Regions from separate parts of the Mus musculus genome. Here region 2 is linked to region 1. The links are chromatin contacts, called in public HiChIP or PLAC-seq maps. All regions are on one chromosome and are shown on one strand. The core of a region is the stretch at or near the end of the contact, and the rest is flanking DNA. Distances in the headings are between cores, read along the strand shown.

The links. HiChIP or PLAC-seq counts read pairs in DNA pulled down with a chosen protein or histone mark.
Region 2: an H3K27ac HiChIP or PLAC-seq map of embryonic stem cells shows a contact between it and region 1, with 4 times the contacts expected there. The contact joins the promoter of Platr21 here to the promoter of BC065397 in region 1. A contact is called at or near these places in 1 of 39 promoter capture datasets (embryonic stem cells) and 1 of 115 datasets of contacts at active chromatin or transcription factors (embryonic stem cells).

What each region holds. Positions count from the first base shown.
Region 1 is chrX:136,741,674-136,744,373 of GRCm38.p6, reverse strand. BC065397 (cDNA sequence BC065397) reads right to left here and starts at 1,417. Exons shown (of 10, transcript NR_033324.1): 1 at 1-1,417. It also overlaps a transcript of Morf4l2 not described here.
Region 2 is chrX:139,355,519-139,358,218 of GRCm38.p6, reverse strand. It overlaps Platr21 (pluripotency associated transcript 21), which reads left to right and starts at 1,449. Exons shown (of 20, transcript NR_045455.1): 1 at 1,449-1,614; 2 at 1,846-1,929.

The DNA of each region.
Region 1 (2,700 bases), core at 168-2,667:
TTAAGAAAAAAGAAATACCTATGGGAAGGATTTAAAACAACATCTGAAATAGAGAAAATATTAAAAATTGATGGTCTGACTCGGGAGATGTAGGGGGTCTGCTGCTCAAGCATGAGGGCCTAAGTTCAGTTCCCCAGCACGTATATAAAAGCCGAACATGGGGCACCTATCTATAACCCCCGTATTTTAAGGGGGACTGTTGGTAGAAATGGGCAGATCCTGGGAGCTCACTGACAAGCCAGTATAGCCCATGTAGTAAACTCTGAGTTCAGTGAGATCCTTCCATAGAAAATAGGGTGAACCGCAACAGAGGGAAAAGACCTAAATGAAGGTGAACTTTAGCCGCGAAATGCACAGGTCACACAGGTACATCGAGAAAAAAAAAAACCCTCAAGGCGACATCATTATGCGCTGTGAAACCTAAGTGAAATGCTTTCCTACTTACTATCGACTTTAAAAGACACAACCACGTTTTTTTTTTTTTCGGAATTGTAACGAGAATAGTAGGGGAGAAAATGCCCTTTGTCTTCGAAAAACAGCTTAGTCAGGAACTCCACTACCCCCAAGGCTGTACCTGATAACCAGCCCCCAATGACATCAGTCGCTAAGATAACCAGACACGGGACAAGAATCCCATGACGCCCGCTGGACTGTGAGTATATAAGGAGGGAGATAGAAAGCATCGGTCTTTCGCTGCACACCTGGAGAGACACCTTGAGCCGCCCTTGTGGCTGGAGAGTCTCCCTAGGCGCCTGCATCGGAGACTAGGCCTGATCTTCAGGTAAGGTCCGTCACACAGGTGAGCTCCCTCAGGGGGGAACAGGCTTAAAACTGTAGTTAGGAACTAAGAGTTTTAACTGTGTGATGACTCTCACCGTGATAAAATATAACTTTTGGTATATTAAGTACCTACCTTCTCACTCCGGACAGCACAGAACCACTACATAAACCTGAGGGGCCAACACACGTACCTGATAAAAATTTCAAGAGGGGAAAAAAGTGAGCAAAAAGAATATTCTTTCATTGGTTTATTTATGTAGTGACGGGGCCTCAATATGTAATCTAAGCTGGCCTTTAATTTGCGGCCCTTCTTCCTCCCAAGCGCTGATACTGCGGCTGCGCCACAGCTCACGAAGGGTTTTAGCATCAGAATTTAGGCCCATTTATCAATCCTGAGAAAAAACAAAAGATGTGCCAGAACAGGTGACTTTTTTTTTTTTTTTTTTTTTTGCTTAAGGAAATTAACCAGAATTTTCGGATATATAATTCCTTGCCTAGTACTGTTACTTCACAGAACTTGATCTTATTCATCTTTAGGAATTTAAGATATATATATGAGTCAGCCAGAGATTAGGGAGCCCATAAAATAAGAAGTGGGTGGAGCAAAAAAATCAATCTCACAATCCCTGGGAACCAAGCAGTAACTCCTTTGGCTGGGATTTGGTGACATCTAGCGGCAGATTCAAGAGGTTTACTGCTCAGCCAGTGAACTTTCTGGAAAATTGGCCGAATGTGTATTTGATCACTCCGCTTGGAGATTAGGAAAAAAGGTAGGTGAGGCTCACCACCCACAGGAAACTGGAGTTGTCTCTATCACTGGGGAATTTAGTTGCCTATGTTTTCATTAAAATTTTGTGTGCCAATTTAGCGATAAACCTGGTGAGGGGGCATAAGGGAGATTCGCAGTAAATTTGGTGAAGGGCAAAGGGGAGGCCTTGGGGACAGAGAGGAGGGGGTGTACAACTGGAAACTTGAAAGAAACGCCCTTTTACGTTACTAATATAGTTCTGAATCTTAACCATGGAAGAAGTTTATTTTGGTGGACTATAATGTGGGAATAATGATCATCTCTAGGGTCTAAAATTAAATCGGACTGGGTGGAGTGGCGCATGCTTTTAATCCCAGCGCTCGAAGGCCGTGAAGGGACAGGTGGATCTCCGAGTTCCAGGCCAGCCAGGGCTACCTAGTTACAACAGGCCTCAAAAACAAACAAAAAAACGAAAAAAGGCAAAGAAAAGAAAGGAATTTGATTAAATCGGCAGGCCTTTTCTTACAGAAGCCCTTTCCTTTAGATACTAGCACTGTCCTAGTTATTCTCAGTTTTATTAATGCAGTTTGCAAACATAAAAAAGGCAGAAAAATCCACCAAAATGAGGGACCTCGCCTACGCTCACGCGCGCGCGCGCACACACACACACACACACACACACACACACACTCACACACGGCCCCTCCCGTCCCCACCAGGGCAGCACGCCTGCGCACACCCATCATCGCCAGCGCCACGAGGGCGGCTGTGCGCCCACACCCACACTCCACAGCCACGCGAGCCTGCCTGCGCCCGCGTGCGCGCAGACACCCCGTTTCTCCAAAGCATCCAGGCATCCGCCCAGTGGCACTCACCACCCTCACACGCCTCACACCTCAAAACCTTCACCATTCCTTTGCCTTTGGTTTTTTTGGGGGGGCGTTGGTGTTTTTTTTTCCTCTCTCCCCAGGTCCGCGAGTTGCGCAACAGGCTCGGGGGCGTGGCCCCGGGTCTGCCCTCGCTCTTCCCACTCGCGGGAACCTTAGCTCATTTCCGCCTAGCCTGTTTCCGCCAGCCACGTCGGCACTTCCTTTCCCAGCGGGGCGGGGGCGGGGGAGGGGAGCGGACCCACAAACCCATAATGCCTCCCTGCAGGAGAGAAGGCGAGCGCG
Region 2 (2,700 bases), core at 200-2,699, 2.6 Mb before region 1:
ACTGCTTTCATCAGTGAAGTATGCATTTGGGGGTCCAGCTGTGGTTCCTTGTCTTCCATCCCCACCCCCCTCTCTCTCAGGGATGAAGTGGAGTCTGGAATGGGTGGGGTTCTGGAGGATCCCAGTCCAGCTGGGGAGTGAGTGTGGGAGAGGGGAGAAGGGAGTGGCGCGAGTGGAGAAAGAAAGCCTTCTGCCAAGGTTTTCAATGAAACAGCTCTCTTAAGACAGTCTTGTGTGCATACCTGTATCTGGGGCAGGCTTGTACGCATAGCCTTTATTTGGGGGTGGAACAGGGCTCTATATCGACTTTGGAGAGTGGAAAGGAGTTCACAGGGTAAATGAAACTCCTTGGCTGGAGTTTCAAGTTCTGTGAATTGTCTCATTTGCATGGAGAGGCATTTCAGGAATCTCAGGTACCTGCTGGGTGGGTTCTTATGGGGGAGGGGTTAGTTTGTAGGTCGGTTCCTTGGCAGCCGGCGGGAGAGGCTGTGTGGGGTTAGGCTCCCCAGACAAGGGACTCTCTGCTGCAAAAGGGAGTCCTCCATTTTATGAAAAGCTGGGAAGAGCCATCCAGTCATGGTATCTGCGAGGGAGTTTCCCCACGGTCAGGGCAAGTATTTTATAATAGCAAGAGGATACTGAACCAAGGCCTTCAAGTACTCACTTTAGAATATTTGTGTGTGTGTGATGCTTACATGTTTGTGTGTGTGTGTGTGTGTGTGTGTGTGTGTGTCCGCGCGCCGGCTTGTTCCCACCTGTGTGTGGAAGCCAGAGGAGAATGTTAGGTGTCCTGCCTTACCATCCTCTGTTCTATTTCTTGACAGACAGTCTCTCACTGAACCTTTGGTTTATGGATTTGGCCAAGCTAGCTGGCCAGCAATCTCTCAGATTCACTTGGCTTCAAGGTCCCAACACTGGGATTACAGGCATATATAACCATGCCTGGATTTTGCATGCATGACGGGGATCAAACTCAGGTCTTCACATTCGTACTGTAAGTCCTTTTACCCACTGAGCCATCTTCCCAGCCTCCTCACTTTGGAATTATTAAAAATAAAATTTTATGTTAAAAATAATGAAGAACATGTTCGTATAAGGCTCACCCAAAGTGAACATGAACCAATAACAAAATAGGTAGATGGACAAGGGTACAGCAGATTTTCACACAGTGCAGGCTCTTAGTGATCTCACAAGCTGCTCTTTGGAAGAAAACGGTACTCATAATAATCTTGGATATTTGGAGTGCATAAATCAGGGAACTCGGGAAAAAGCCAGCTCCCTCGCACTATCACTGAGTATGCACATATGACATTATCTTCGACATTTCCAGACTAGAAACCATTGATTAGTAAAATGCTAATTCACTGAAAACAGGTCTTTGCGAAGACAGCCCTGCCCCCTTAAGAATCTGAGATCGCTTTTACTGAATAAACATCATCCATTTCTGCAATGTGAGTAAGATGCTCTTTCTGCACCTTGTGCCACATATTCAGCCCTGGGAACAGATGTGCAAGAACAAGGCTTAGGTGGAATTGGCACTTCATACCATCAAGATAAGGCGATGTGGCTTTGAGCAGAGAACATAAACAGTGTGGCTCAGCTCAGAAGGTCACTGTGAGTAGGCTGCTTTTCTTAAATGAATCGGGTACCCCTGGAAGGAAGAGCCCACCACTCTGGAGAATTTGCTCCTTTTGACTTCATGTTATGCTCTTTAGGGAGTTGAATCAGTGCGTTTCTCTGAGGCTCCCACCTGGCTGCTTCCTCCCTGTTTACTTTTTAGAATGTGTATCCTTTAACACCGTATCCTGTCTGGTAACATGCATGCACCGAATCACTGTTTTCCAGCCTCTGGGGGAAAAAAAAAACATGTGTGGGAACATCCATTCTGCCCGATTGCTGCTGCTTCTACTTGCTTCAGCAGTGGGAGAGGTAAGAAGGGTGTATGTGCTTCTGACAGACTGGGCTGGGCTACATGTCTGCAGGAGGCCCCTGGAAGTTGATGCCTGAGATGCTGTCTGCTGCTTGAGACATTGCTATGTTCTGAGCATAGGGCATTTCCTGATGATTGGCAGCTCCCACGTTCAAGTAAAATCAAGGCTGCAAATGAGGCTGTGGTTCACGGGGTCTAGACAGGTGCTGACAGGATGTGGTTTCCATCTGAGAGCAGATTTCAACTCTTCTATTAGCCAGAGCCTTTTGAGGCCATTGAGCTAACAATGTAAAATATTTCACTCAATAACCTGACCGGCCACACTCCCCAGGTGCCTCCGCACCTGCAGAGTGAGTGGAGCAACCCAGAGACATCCAGTCTTTAGGCTTTTTGCTTCACCCATCCCTCCGCTTTCATATGTACAGGTTTTTAGTCCTTTCTCTGCTCCTTGTGAAGGTACCAAGCCAAAAGTTTGTGTGTAAAAGGAACATAACATGCAGATCTAGATACGTAGGGTACATTCTCAAGCCAGAGTTTTCTTCTCTACTTGTTATGCACTATAGGACAGGCACTTGGGCACACATTCTTTCGACCCTAGAAAAACCTCTGACTGCTCAATGTTTAATGAGCTGCTATTTGGTGGGAACTTAGAAGATGCTGGGAGTAGTACAGATGATGGAGGCAAGGTCTGTGAAGTTTCAGAGGGAAGTGTAAGAGTTCCTTAAATACTATCAGCTATGTCTGATGTTTTGAGCATTAAGAATCTGTGT